Linked DNA regions of Sus scrofa: all the other regions are linked to region 3. The links are chromatin contacts, called in public Hi-C and HiChIP or PLAC-seq maps. All regions are on one chromosome and are shown on one strand. Each heading gives the region's core, a stretch centred on a gene start, on an enhancer-like site or on the middle of the called end of the contact. The rest is flanking DNA. Distances are from core to core; before and after follow the strand shown. Region 1 has its middle 38 kb from the start of LPCAT1. Region 2 holds the start of MRPL36 (39S ribosomal protein L36, mitochondrial). Region 3 holds the start of CLPTM1L (cleft lip and palate transmembrane protein 1-like protein). Region 4 holds the start of TRIP13 (thyroid hormone receptor interactor 13).

Evidence for each region. Hi-C and Micro-C count contacts between places; a contact is called where the count stands out from the background. HiChIP or PLAC-seq counts read pairs in DNA pulled down with a chosen protein or histone mark.
Region 1: a Hi-C map of retroperitoneal adipose tissue shows a contact between it and region 3, with 2.2 times the contacts expected there. The contact joins the enhancer-like site here to the promoter of CLPTM1L in region 3. A contact is called at or near these places in 1 of 5 promoter capture datasets (fetal liver), 4 of 47 Hi-C or Micro-C datasets (embryonic fibroblasts, mesenteric adipose tissue, omental adipose tissue and 1 more) and 2 of 2 datasets of contacts at active chromatin or transcription factors (alveolar macrophages and skeletal muscle).
Region 2: a contact with region 3 is called in a Hi-C map of liver, with 5 times the contacts expected there. The contact joins the promoter of MRPL36 here to the promoter of CLPTM1L in region 3. A contact is called at or near these places in 2 of 5 promoter capture datasets (fetal liver and liver), 2 of 47 Hi-C or Micro-C datasets (heart right ventricle and liver) and 1 of 2 datasets of contacts at active chromatin or transcription factors (alveolar macrophages).
Region 4: an H3K27ac HiChIP or PLAC-seq map of alveolar macrophages shows a contact between it and region 3. The contact joins the promoter of TRIP13 here to the promoter of CLPTM1L in region 3. A contact is called at or near these places in 1 of 47 Hi-C or Micro-C datasets (differentiating spermatogonia) and 1 of 2 datasets of contacts at active chromatin or transcription factors (alveolar macrophages).

Annotation. Positions count from the first base shown.
Region 1 is chr16:79,094,708-79,097,999 of Sscrofa11.1, forward strand. No RefSeq gene overlaps it. Among named protein-coding and RNA genes, the nearest start is that of LPCAT1, 38 kb to the right of the region's middle. Within about 2 kb of position 1,729, at least 6 of the 83 cell types and tissues checked have an H3K27ac peak or open chromatin away from gene starts, as enhancers often do. A contact at or near this core is called in retroperitoneal adipose tissue, where this site is marked.
Region 2 is chr16:78,999,575-79,002,767 of Sscrofa11.1, forward strand. It overlaps MRPL36 (39S ribosomal protein L36, mitochondrial), which reads left to right and starts at 1,914. Exons shown (of 2, transcript XM_005672623.2): 1 at 1,914-2,131; 2 at 2,457-3,193. The coding sequence starts at 1,914. The coding sequence ends at 2,772. NDUFS6 (NADH dehydrogenase [ubiquinone] iron-sulfur protein 6, mitochondrial) reads right to left here and starts at 427. Exons shown (of 4, transcript XM_003134167.4): 1 at 249-427. The coding sequence starts at 377.
Region 3 is chr16:79,235,478-79,238,784 of Sscrofa11.1, forward strand. It overlaps CLPTM1L (cleft lip and palate transmembrane protein 1-like protein), which reads left to right and starts at 1,523. Exons shown (of 16, transcript XR_002339573.1): 1 at 1,523-1,875; 2 at 2,283-2,383.
Region 4 is chr16:79,472,277-79,475,436 of Sscrofa11.1, forward strand. TRIP13 (thyroid hormone receptor interactor 13) reads right to left here and starts at 1,429. Exons shown (of 13, transcript NM_001195371.1): 1 at 1,198-1,429; 2 at 513-678. The coding sequence starts at 1,289. It overlaps BRD9 (bromodomain-containing protein 9), which reads left to right and starts at 1,474. Exons shown (of 16, transcript XM_021077128.1): 1 at 1,474-1,633; 2 at 2,170-2,384; 3 at 2,576-2,708. The coding sequence starts at 1,582.

The DNA of each region.
Region 1 (3,292 bases), core at 479-2,978, 140 kb before region 3:
GGCAGTGGGCAGGACGACCAGGGGCGGCCCGCCGTCTGGCCCAGGTGGTGGGCTTCCCTTTGCTCTCCAGGGGCCTCGGCAGGGGGCGCTGCTCTGAAGGGAGCGAGAGGGGGCAGTGCCAACCACGTGGACGTGAACCCTTTCTGCAGCCCAGGCAGGGGCCGCCGGGGACAGTGCGCAGCCAGCCCTGGCGTCCTCAGGTCTTCTGCGCGGGGACGTGGGGGCCAGTGCACATGGCCTTTGCACATCGTGCTCCTCCCGGCACCTGCTCTGGGCCGCAGGGCAAGCCAATTCGCTCCGAGGAGGGGGCGGCACGCACCGTCCTGGGCCTCGGCCACCCTGGGACTCGCTGGTCCCGGGCAGCCCCTTGCCAGTCCTCCCAGTTGGGGGCCGGGCCATCTCCCGGCCCTGGAGTCAGGGAGGCAGCAGAAACCCACAGGGATTCTCTTAGGGACTCATTTGCTAAAGGCTTCGGCCGCTGAGCCATCTAGCGCTATATCGATGCGCCGACGTGTCTCTGTCTTTCCACGGACCCGTCTGGGCACCTCGTGGGGTCCAGCGGCTTCCCCCTCGCCTCCAGCCTGGGCGACACAAAACGGCTGTTTTTCCAGCTCCAGCTGCCCGGCGGCCTCCGTGCGCGGAAGCGCAGCGGCACCAGGGGGCGCTGCGGCCTCGGGCACGGCCAGGCCGCCGGAGCCTGGACCCGGATCGGAGGCCAGGAAACGCGCTGGTCCCGGGCTTCGATGGCAGCCTCGGGACGGCACGTGGACGGCCGGACCCACACCGCCGGCTCTTCAGGGAGCACCCCCACCCCGGGTTTCAGCAAAAGCCTCGGATGAACACAGCGCCTGAACGCTGCGCTCCTCCCAGTGCACCCCTGCCGCGCTCGTTCCCCCCTCCCGGCAGGGGGCGCCCCTCCTGAGTCCTGTCCACAGAAGGTGGGGACACGGGAAACCTCATCAGCCTCTCTTCCGCCCCTCCCTCCACTAGAGATGCCCCGACCCAGACTCAGGTGCATGCTTGTACACATGCACACCCAGGCGCGTGCCCGCTCCCTCACACCCTCTCCGGCTGGTGCACACACACTCCCCGGCAGACGCCTGCGTCCTGGACGACGGGACACTGGTGGGGGCCGAGGCTGTCAGGAAAACCCAGTCCCCTTGGTGCTGGCACCTGCTTCGGGGACGGACGCCTTTTTCTGGGACCTGAGGGAGGCCCTCCCTCTGCAGGGACGAGCACTTCTCAGGGAGGCATCCTGGGTCTGCCCTGGGGACTGGGTCGGCCGGTGTCCCCCTCCTGAGACAGAGCCTAGATGCTGAGGCTGTCACTGGAGGGGTGGGCTGCAAGGCGCCAGGGCAGATCCAAGGCCAGGCCTCATGTGGGCTCAGAGCCATGTCCCAGCTACAGAAACCGGGCCACCTGTGTGCCATGCTTGGAAGGTCTGGAGGCCCAGCCCACGCTTATCCCCCCAGATGAGCCATGTCCTGCCTGGATGCGTGATCCCCACACGCCCACACACTCAGCTTCCTGGGTCCCTGCCTGCCCGTGGGGCTTCGAGGGATGGGCCTGGAAGCTGCACTGACCAGGGAAACTGGGGCTGGGAGGAGAGGAGGGGGAGGAGCAGGACCCCAGCCCAGGCCCTCCCTCTCCGCCTTCCTGGACCACCCCCATCCCCCAACGCCAGTCCTGCGCCCCCTGGGCCTCAGGAAAGGGCCGGCAGGCAGGCGCAGGTGACGGGCAGCGTTTCAGGATGCTTTCAGCCTCACGAACAAGCACCTCCGAACGGACAGTCAGCGGCGGGACGCTTCGTCATGCGGCCAGGAGATGGGGGCTCCCGGACTCGCCCAGAGGGTCGGGCTTCCTGCTCTGAGAATGCTGAAGAACCAGCCCCCAGGGCAGGGACGCCCTGGGCCCCGGGAGGCAGCGGCCTCGGCCCCCGCCCTTGAAGGACCCAGCTCAGCGCACCACACGGTGGCGCTGCGGGCCCGGCTTCCCGGAGACTTCAGGGCGCAGCTGGGGAGGTGTCTGCGGCGTCAGCTCGCGGCCAGCAAGAGAGGGAAATAAAAACTCCAAGAGTGAGAGCCAGTAATGAGGACTTTCATCTGCAGCCCCTCCTTGTAAAAACACCCATAAAACCATGTGTGGGGCGTGCATTTAATGGCCAAAACCCGCTCTAATGCATCATTCAGAGAAAACCGCAGTGGCTAAATGGAGTGAACAGCCCGAACCCTCTGAAAGATTTGATTGTAAGACTGTGTAAAGAGTGAAACTGAGCCCCGGGAGCCGTCTCTGGGGGAAGGAAAGTGGAAGCTTTATTCTCCTATTTGAGCAAAGCTATACCCCCCAGGGTTTTTACAGGGAGTTGTTTTAACAAAACTGCTGTCCTGAGTCACAGGATCCCACGGGCCAGGCCACATCCTCGGAGAAGCACTGGGCCCCTCCTTCCCTGGCGTGGCCCAGAGTGGCCCGCTGGGGTCCAGGCGCCCAGGGCTTCCCTCCTGGTCTTATCGGGGCCAGTGCTTCTCCTCTGCCGTCGAGGGACGGGCCTGGGCCGCCCCAGACCCGGCAGCCCCCACCCCCGCCCCGTGTCCAGGGTGGGTGTTGACAAGCTTCTGAACTGTGAGCAGGTCAGGAGCCGGGCCACCCGCAAGTGCCGGGCTGGAACCCACGTCCCAGGCCTGGGGCGGTGCCCGAGCCGCGGCCTTGCCGTGAACTCCGCTGGTGTCTTGTCGCTTCCAATCTGATTTCAATGCCAGACGGTTCCTCCGAGGTCAGGAACCTCCCCACGCAGAAAGAGGACTCGCTTCCGACAGATTCGAGAGCCAGGGAAAGAATGAAAAGTCCAGAAGCAATCACGAAATTCAGCGGCATCCGAGTGGCCCAAACAATGTGCTGGGACCAGGGAGTGAAAAGCGCATTCAAGACGGGGAAACTTGTAACGGTATCAACAGAGCGCGTCGGAGGGAACGAGGTCCATCCCGGCTACAACTCCTGTAAATGCATAAGAAAAACGGCCCTTGAGAGAGGACGTGACGCGTGTTTGCGTGCGTGTGTGTGTGTGAGAGAGAGAGAGAGAGAGCCCACGTGCACACGCGCACGCACACACTGATAATAATAAACAAAAACCAGCTCTATCAACAGATTTCCTCCCAGAAAGAGAGAGAAGGTGCGAATCCATAATTTGAAGACAGGCGAGGCGAGTGGCCAGAAGCCTGCGAAACCTCCCTGGGCCTCACCAGCCCCGGGGAAGGCGCATCGCAGTCCGGTGGGCACCCACACTGGGCATCTCCAG
Region 2 (3,193 bases), core at 664-3,163, 240 kb before region 3:
TGCCGGCCCGTGGAACAAGGGGAGCGGGGTCTGGGAGAGCAGACCGCGAGCACTGGACTAGGGGGACCTAGAGGCCCGGCCGGGGGAACAGGGGGTGCGGGACGCTGGGCACTGGACCTGGGGCACGGAGGCGCCAGGCCAAGGAAACCAGGGGCCTTGGGTTTCTGGACTGCGGGACCTGGGGTCTGGGAGGGGCCCCGCCCACCGAGGCGCCCCGAAATGGGCGCTCTCCGCGCTACCGCGGTTACCTGGCCGGTGTGCGTAACCTTCTCCCCGGTCGGCGAGGTCCGCACCCCGAAGCACCTGGAGCCTCCGAGCAGGTTCCGCGCCCCCGCGCCGCTCCGACCCAGCAGCCGGAGGAAGGTCACCGCCGCCATCTTTGCGGGGCTGACCTTCGACCCCGCGCGCCTTCACGCCGAACGCCGACGCACGCGCACGGCTTCCGCTGGGCGGGTTCGGCCGCGCTTTAGTGCGCCCTGGGAGGCGCGCATGCGCGGTGCGGTCGGGCCGATGCGGCCGGCAGGTGTAGGGCGTGGCTGGGGCCCGGCCGGGATAAGGCGGGAAACTAGGCAAGCTTAACACTTAAGGGCTGCTCCACTTACCAGGGGCAGGGGAGGAGGGAAACGGAAGATGCAGTGCGGACTTGCGATGGTAATGGATAATCATGAGGGTTACGGATCGAGTTTTGGTGAATGTTGGAGAAGGGTCTCTGCTTAGGGAGGATCCTGGAACTGCATCATGTTGCCCATGCGCAGTTCTGTGCGGCCGCCGGAATAGGATGTTTTCGGGTTCCTGCATCAAAGCCCAATAGAAGTACCAGTAAAACGCTTTCGATGGCACTCCCCCATACAAGTAAACCCGGAAAGGCCCGCTGTGCGGGACCTCGGCCTGCATCCCGGCCCTGCTTCTCTCCCGGCTCCTCATGGCTTCCTCCAAACCGCCCGTACATAAGACCTGTCCAAAGGGTCAGCTCACACGGCCAGCCAGTGGACGCAGGGGCAATCCCAGAGCTGGGGCGCAGTCTCACCCACAACCTGGACTCCAGGGAGGTGAAGAAGCTAAGGAGGGGATGAGAGGCAACAGTGCCCAGAAAACCTCCTGGAACGGAGGGGTGTCCACAGATGGTGCTCAGAGGCAAGCCCAAGCTCTCCCGGCCAGAGGCCAAAGCGTGCTGCGGTGCCGGTGTGGCACACAGATGAACCCCCGTCTGCAGCTCCCGTTCCTGTGCATGGAAAGTAGATGTGTCCACACGTACACGTTCCAGAAAGGCAGGCGTAGCAAGTGCACTTGTGGAATCCTCGCAGTGGGTATGTGGGTGTTCGCTATAAATGTCTTTCAACTTTACTGTTTGAGTTTTCATAATGCTGCAGAAAAAAAGTTAAGTCAGGACCAGGGCCTGTCTCCACGTGTTTCCCTGAGTCTCTCTACATTTCTCCCAGGAAGTCCACCTAATACAAGCTGGGGTTTTTCTAGATTTTGTTTTGAAGTTGGTATTTATCAGTTTGGGGGGTATTTTAAAGTCTGTTTTTTTTAAGTCATTGCTTGTGACTTCTTTTTCATTACAGATACCTTTCATTCCCATTTTTGCATCCCTTCACGAGTACACCCCCTCCCTCGAAGGAAGCGCCCCTGTAATCTCAGACACCCAGTGGCCTACAGGGTCGGGAGCTATCTGGGCGGAGAGCCCAGAGGAGGTTAAGACTGGTCCGAGAAGTAGAGGGCCAAGAACGGGTAAAGCAGCCTTCTGGGGCGGAACCTGATGCCCTTCGCCCCCGCACTCGCGTGGCTCCGCCTCTAAGCCCGGCTCCGCCTCTAAGCCCGGCTCCGCCTCTAAGCCCGGCTCCGCCTCTAAGCCCGGCCCCCGCACGGGCAGCCGCCTGACTGCCGCCATCTTCCTTCCTGGCGGACACCGGATGGCGGCGTCTCCGTTCCTACTGCGCAAGCGCGGCCTAGAGCGCAGGCGCAGAGGCTGGCAAGGCGCGCAGCCGCGGGCCCCCGCACCCAATTTCCAGGTGGGAAATACAGGGATCCCCAGGGCCTGGGGGCAGGGCACACGGAAGGGCTCGGGACCCCCCGAAGGAGACGTCCCGGGGATCCCTGGCCTCAGTTTCCGGGGGCGGAGGTCACCGCGGTGAGAAGGGGCCGCACCGGGGCTGATCCCTGCGGGCCGGGTACTGTCTTCGACCTCGTGCCCTCTGCCCCCAACCCCTTGGCCCGGCCGCTCCAGGGTCTCGTCGACGCGGGACTCCTACAGGCCGGGCAGCCGGGCGGGGGTCTCAGCATCGGGCAGGGGCCCGGTGCCGCTCGCCGCACTCATGCTCTCCCGGCGGAGCACTTTGGTTACCAAGCCCCGAGCCGCGCGGCCTGTGTCCGGAGCGCAGGGACGCGGGGAAGGAAGTTTCAGTGGCGGGGACAGAAACCACTAGCAGCTCTAAGTTTTCTTCTTTCACCCGTAGATCCAGCCACGACATGGCCACCGCCTTCCTAAGGACAGTGCTTTCTGCCGTAGGGCCCCTGTTGCACCTGGGCGGTCGCCCGCTCTCCACGTTCGCAGCCGGACCCCCGCGCGCCGCCCTTGCAGTCGGTGCGCAGCCCAGCCCCGCGGCCGCCCTCCTCTCTGCGCGCCCGCTGCTGGGCCCGCAGCCGGCCCTGGGCTTCAAGACCAAGGGCGTCCTCAAGAAGCGCTGCAGGGACTGCTACCTCGTGAAGAGACGCGGACGGTGGTTTATCTACTGCAAGACCAACCCGAAGCACAAGCAGAGACAGATGTAGCCGAGGCCTGGGAAACACGTGCACGTGGGAGATGGTGTTGCCGCATCGAAAGGAAAGTCAAAGGGAAACACGTCTCGGAACCGCTGGCCTTTGGGTTTCGGACTCTGGCTGGTGTCTCATCGCCTTGTAGCTCCAGATCCAGCCGACCTAGAGCCCCACCTGGGAACGGCTCCTTCTCACCTCCTTGCAATTTCGTTTGCGCCTGAGCAGACGGGGACAGAACACGGGTGAAGGGGAAGCTGGCTTTATGCCACCACAGAACGGTGCGGATAGCTCCCTGTCCCTGTGCTCAGCCCACCTAAGGTGCCCATCTGGGTTCAGACTCGGGTTCTCAACATTCCCGAGGGGATGAGCAGGGAAGGCCTACATAGCAATCTTTAAGTCCAGGGAAATTTAACTTGTTTATACATATATAAAGGTG
Region 3 (3,307 bases), core at 273-2,772:
CCCTGGCTTTGCTCAGTGGGTTAAGTAAGGATTTGGCATTGTTGCGGCTGTGGTGTAGGCCGGCAGCTGCAGCTCTGATTCAAGCCCTAGTCTAGGAACCTCCATGTGCCGCAGGTGCAGCCCTAAAAAGAAAAAAAGAAACAAGAAATAAATTTATGTAAAAGATAGTTGAGCATTTAAAGCAGCCCAGCCCTGCAGGGGTCCCAAAGCATGGCAGGCGCACAGGGCACGACAGCATGTGGGCAAAGAGCTGGTAAGCCTGCTAAGGATTTTACACTGGAGGTAGCAGAAATCAGCAAAGGATTCCCAGCAGGAGGCAGGTGTGCAGAACAGAGAGCAGGCTGGAGGGTGGGGGGGTCCCGCTACACACCACCCCAGTGGCTGAAGCCATGACGGCCAGGAGCAGGCGTTAGGGGGGAGGGTGAGAACAGGAGGGTTTAAGAGACAGGGAAGACTCTGCGACGACGCCCAAGTTTCTGCCCCATACTCCAGGGGCGCAGCCCAGAGCCACCGCTGCACTGGCCTCTGGTGCCTGGCTCCTGGAAGGCCCCATCTCTCCGCTGCTTCTGCACCAGCAAACCACTCTCCCGTTCACTCAGCACGCCCCTCCCCTTCCCTGAAACCCTGAGCAATTTGTTGGGCTTTTAACAGCATCAATATCTACCGTTTCTATAAATGCCTAGCGATGTTTTTGATTTTTGATTGTGTGAGAGACTGGATGTGTATGTGAATGAGGCTGGAGCGCTCTCCATCAGAGCCGGCCACTGGGCACCAGCGGCTCCAGGGAATCAAGGGTCCTGATTCCGAGGCCTCTTAGATGGAAACAGGGACAGCACGTGCCCTTCCACGGGCCAACCGGGCAGCTTCCAACTGGAAAACCTCGCGCGCCATCGAGCCTGCAAGGAGGGAAGGAGCTCCCCTCCGGGGATGGCGGGCTCTGACGGGCGCTCCCGGGGGAGGGTCAGGCCCAGGGAGGCGCCGCAGGGCCTTGGCCTCGCCCTGAGAAACGTGCTCTTCTCAACGGCGCCCCCTATGGGGTTTATACTGAAGGACAACGAGCATCAACGAGAAAAGGCCGCTGCTTTTGGGGTCTGATGACTACTTCTTTTCTCCTTAGCTCTTCATTCTGACATAATTCCATACTTAGGCTGAGAACAGCGCACCACACCACGGCCTCCAGCCCGGCTCCTCGGCGTTCACACGCCGCCTCGCTGATCGGCGCCGGGGCCGAGGGTCCCGCCGGCTTCCCGCGTGGAGACGGCGCTACGCTGGGGAGCCTGGAGCTCCGGAAGTGGCCCGGCTCGGCACCCCGCGCCCGCTCAGCGCCCCTAAACGCCCCCCAGCATCCTTCGAAGCCCCAGGGCCCGACCGCCGCGCGGAGGACGGCGCGGGCGAGTGACGTCACGCCGCGCCCTTGACGCAGCCGTGCGCGCGTGCGCGGCGGCCGGACTACGCTTCCCAGGGGGCCGCGCGGCGCGCCCACTTCCGGCGGGCGGCTCGGGGCCCGGAAACGGCGCGGGCGGCGAATCCCGCGGCGACAGGTCGGCGGCTGCGGCGGGAGCATGCGGGGCGGCCGGCGGCCCGCGGCGCGCGGCGCGTTCGTTCCCCGGCGGTGGCGGCGGCGCGCTGCGGCTCTCGCGTGAGCGGCGGCGGCCAGAGCGTCTGGCAGGGCTGCGAGGCGGGCCGCGCTGGGCCGGGCCGGGCGGCGGCGCGATGTGGATCGGCCGCAGCTCCTTCACCAGCCTGGTCGTGGGCGTGTTCGTGGTGTACGTGGTGCACACCTGCTGGGTCATGTACGGCATCGTCTACACCCGCCCGTGCTCCGGCGACGGAAACTGCATCCAGCCCTACCTGGCACGGAGGCCCAAGCTGCAGGTGAGCGCGGGGCCTCCGCACCTGAGCTCTGACCTCAGGGCGGGGCGGGGCCCTTAGCACCTGAACCTGACCCGGGCTGGGCTGGGGCCTCTCCTCCCCACGCCCCTATCCTAAAGACCCTGCCCGCACGCTGGCCCCTGTGCCCGCCCCACTCCATCACCAGATGCCTGGAGTCGGAGCACCCTGCCCCCTGGGCCGGCCAGCCGCAGGCTTTAGCGAAGTCCCTTTGCAGCAGGCCTGTCTTTGCAGCAGTGCCATCCTGTCTCAGGTCAGGGTTCTGTCCCTTGAGGAGCAAGGCTGCACCTTTCCCTTCATAGGTGGTCACTTTCCCTCCCTGAGTCAGGCTCCCCGTGTGTACTTTCTGCCAGGGGCCTCGCCCAGCTGGCTTGTCTTGACATCTCTTCCAGCTCAGTGTGTACACCACCACGCGGTCCAGCCTGGGCGCCGAGAACCACGTGGATCTGGTCTTGAACGTGGAGGACTTTGACGTGGAGTCCAAATTCGAAAGGTACGAGTGTGGACAGGGCGACGGGCGAGCGGCCCCAGTGTCAAGGTTGTTGGAAGTCAGCGTCCTGCAGGTGCCTGGGTTGCTTGGAGAAGTGGCACTACTTGCATGTCCCGCCAACCAGAGCATCGTAATTGCAGGCGGGCAATTGGTCCCTGGAGAAGCAGACTTTGGTTACTTGAAAGGAGCCAGTGACAACTTTGTCATTTAGGAAGCAGCCTGCCCAGCATCTGACAGCTGTGGGCCACGGTGCTGCCAGGGAGTTTCCAAAGGAGTAGGAGGTTGTTGGGAGCACGGGGAGAACAGAGCTCCTGCAGTGTCCCGCAGCAGACAGCTGCCCCTTCCTGGTCCAGGTGGTTTAGCTGGGTCACCTGTAAGGGAAGGGGGGAAGGAAGGAGAATTTAGCAGGAAGTCGTAAGGAAATGAAACCTCACAGCACAGCAGATTGCGCAATGTAGATGTTCAAGTGCATAAAGTAACTTTCTAAGGTTGTAGTCAAGAAAGGGTTCCGGTTTGAATTTCAACAAGTATAATTTTAAAAACAAGGTGCGCGTCAGGAGCCCTCCTCTTCCCTCTTCACTGTTGGGGCCGCATCGGAGCGAACACTAGGCCTGTGATCCGAATGTGTGCCCACCTTGGCCGGGTGCCGCGGGGGCGGGGGTGCAGGGCAGGCGGGGCACACACGCTGCCTTGTCACCTCAGTGCCAGAAACAGGAAGGAAATGCAGGCTCTTCAGCTTTGGGGCAGAGCTGCTCGTGCCTCCAGAGTGTGCTCTGTAAGCGTGTTTGCCTAGGCTTCCCCAACGCCTGGGCAGGTGGGTTTCATTTATAGCACTTCTGAGCTAAAATTGGTTGTGGTTTGAAACCGCGTGTACACACGTACTCAGGGGTCTCCGCCTTGTGCACACATACAGCACAACACAGACGC
Region 4 (3,160 bases), core at 179-2,678, 240 kb after region 3:
CCAAACTGACTCCTCAAAGGCAGGGACTGTCCAGAGTTGCACGTTCCTGGGAGTTGTGGGCTGTCTCAGACTGGTCACAGAACTGCCCGCCACACCCGCCCTCCTGCGCAAAGCAACTCTGAGCTCCCACACGAACTCTGCTAGGTGGCGGGGGCACATGAGGAGCTTCTGGAAGGCGAGCCCTCCTCCTCATCTCTGGAGCCCCCCACCTCTTGCGGTCCAAACACATGCTGAGCGCCGCGTGAGCCCGTGCTGACGGAGAGCATAGCAGAGAAGGCACGCAGCCCCCACTCCAGGGTCTGCCTTCCGAGACCTGGTTTTCACTGTCTCCCTACTGCACGCAGAGCATCCGACGCTGGGCCACTCGTTTACAGAGAGCGAGGCCTCGTCCGAGGCCGAGCAGACCGGGTTCTGACGACACACCATCCAAACAGCAGCGCCCCATTCACTTGCCCACTTTTACACTCAGCTGAGGCTGAACTGCTACTCGGTACCGCGAATTACACAGTTACCTGTGGGTCTTTAACCTTCAATTCGGTGTCAACGATGGACACAGACTGCACATTTCTGGTCAGAAAAGGCTCATCAAACTCAGTCCAGGTGTAGTCGCCAAAGACAATGTTATGTCTGTTGAGCAGCTTTCTAACATTCAGCTTTACGTCTTCTTTTTTTGCAGTGCTGGCAAAACACACAAGACAAAGATCACGTCCGAGTCAAAAACACATTTTATCCGGAAGCGTTAAAAAAATACTCCAACCCTCCGTGAACCGGCGCAGCAGTTAGGGCGGGCGGGTCGGGGGAGCGGGGCCGCTGCTGGCCGGCTGACCTCGGGGAGCTGCCGTCCGAACGGGCGACACCATCCGAAGGGGTGAAGCAGGAGCGGGCGCTCCGCGGGCGGCGAGGCTCAGGCGGGAAGACCGAGCTGCCCGGGCCACACCCTGCTCGGCCGCAGGAGGGTCGGCGCCGCGACCGAGGACCCGCAGCGGGCCGGCCGGTGCGCGGCCGACCCCGCCGGGCTTCCGCCAAGGCCGCTCGCCCCCCCAGAGCCGCCCCTCCGGCCGCAGGCCCGGCGCCCCCGCCACGCCCGACCGCCCCGAGCCGCGGGGCTCCGCCTGGGGCCGGGGTCGGGGACGCGGACGTCCCCCGAGCCTGGAGCTCCTGGGCGCGGCCTGGCGCCTCGGGCCCCGGCGGGCTCACCTGCCGCTCCGCTGGTGCACCTCCACATGGACGGTCGGCGCCTCGGCCACGCAGGGCAGGGCCTGCTTCAGGTCTCCCACGGCCTCGTCCATGGCGCCGCCGCCGGGAGCCGCGGGGACCCGCCCGGACCGTGGCCGCCGCCGCCGCCTCGCGTCTCGCGCCGCCGCCACCGCCGCCTCAGCACTCGGGCCGCGCCCGCGCTTCGAACCTGCCGCGCGCAGCGCACCGCCCTCTGACCCGGAAGTTCTGGCGCCCGCGGGCGGGGCTCCTTCCGGCCGCGGCGCCCGCTTCCGGCGCGGGCGCGCGAGCTCGAGGCGCCGGGCGGGCAGCGAGCGGGGCTTGCGGGCGGCGGCCGGGCTGGTTGCTGCCCTCGGCGCCGCCGCCATGGGCAAGAAGCACAAGAAGCACAAGGCCGAGTGGCGCTCGTCGTACGAAGGTGAGGCGGCGGCCGCGCTTTGTGACGCGGGGCGGGCGGGTGTTCGCGGCGGCGGGGGTCCCGGCCGCGCGGCCGGGGCTCGGGAACTCTTCTCGAGCGTCGGTCCAGCTCTCGCCGCAACCTGGAGAAGAGTGTTGAACGGCCGTGTTTTCGAGGTCTCCTCCCGCCTTTTCCCACTTGTGCCCCGGCCCTGCAGCTCTAGTCCCGGGGTCAGGACGCCACTCGGGGGCTGGTGCAGGACGAGAAGGGGTGAGCAGGGGCCAGGAGCTGGGGGACAGGGGATCCGACGCTGAGCACCAAGGCGGGGTCTGGGTCTTTTTCTCCGACGCCGCCGGAGAGACCTCCCTGAGGATGGCAGGGAGGGCGCACCCCGCCGTTCTTTGACGGCTTTGGCATCCCCCGGTCCTCTGCCTCCGTTCAGCCAGTCCCCCCCAGCTTCCCGGGCCTCGGTGTCACCCTCACACCCCAGCAGGGGCCAGCCGTGCCACCGACTGGCGGCCCAAACCCACGCACTGAAGGCCCCCCTTTGTCTGCAGATTATGCCGACAAGCCCTTGGAGAAACCCCTGAAGCTGGTCCTCAAGGTGGGGGGAAGTGAAGTGACCGAGCTCTCCGGGTCTGGCCACGACTCCAGTTACTACGACGACAGGTCAGACCACGAGCGCGAGCGGCACAGAGAGAAGAAGAAGAAGAAGAAGAAGAAGTCAGAGAAGGAGAAGCACCTCGACGATGAAGAAAGGAGGAAGCGAAAGGTGAGGGCGGGGGCTTGAAGTCCCTGGGGCTCCCCCCCCCACCACGTTTCTCACCCGAGCCCAGGGGAGGGGACGCACGGGCGGAGAGTCCGGAGTCAACGTCTCTGGGAGAGGGCCCTTAGCATCCTCTCAGAAACAAGAGGCCCCTCACAACTGCTTCATTGCTCTCCTGCCTTGACCCTGCCTCCCAGGAGGAGAAGAAGCGCAAGCGGGAGAAGGAGCACTGTGACACGGAGGGGGAGGCCGATGACTTTGACCCCGGGAAGAAGGTGGAGGTGGAGCCGCCCCCCGACCGGCCTGTCCGAGCGTGCCGGACGCAGCCAGGCAAGCGTCGGTGTTTTCAGAGACCGCCTGAGCTTTGGGCTTCGGAGCTTGTCCCTGTGCAGTTGTGATGGGCACCTGCCTGCCAGCTTTTGGGGGACGCGTGGAGAGGAAGGAGCAGGGTTTCTCTTCCGGGCCTCACACAGAGGCCCTGGACCCGAGGGTCCTCTTTGAGCTTGGAGAGCAGGGCCGCAGTGCTGGCCTAGCCGGTAAGAAGCTTGTCACGGACAGGAGGAGCCTAGGGCTGCAGGCGGTCAGACCCCTCAGGAGCTCAGCAGAGGAAGGCTCTGGGAAAGGCTTGTAGGTGCTTGACTGGAGGCAGATTCGCCTTCCAGGCTTTTCTGTCTTGACGTTGGGTCTGAGCACCTTTGGTTTGCTGCAGACGCTGGGGTGCCGTTTGCTGGCGGCACCCTCCGCCGTGGGGGCGTCCTGGTGGACAGGCGGGGCTCCTGTGG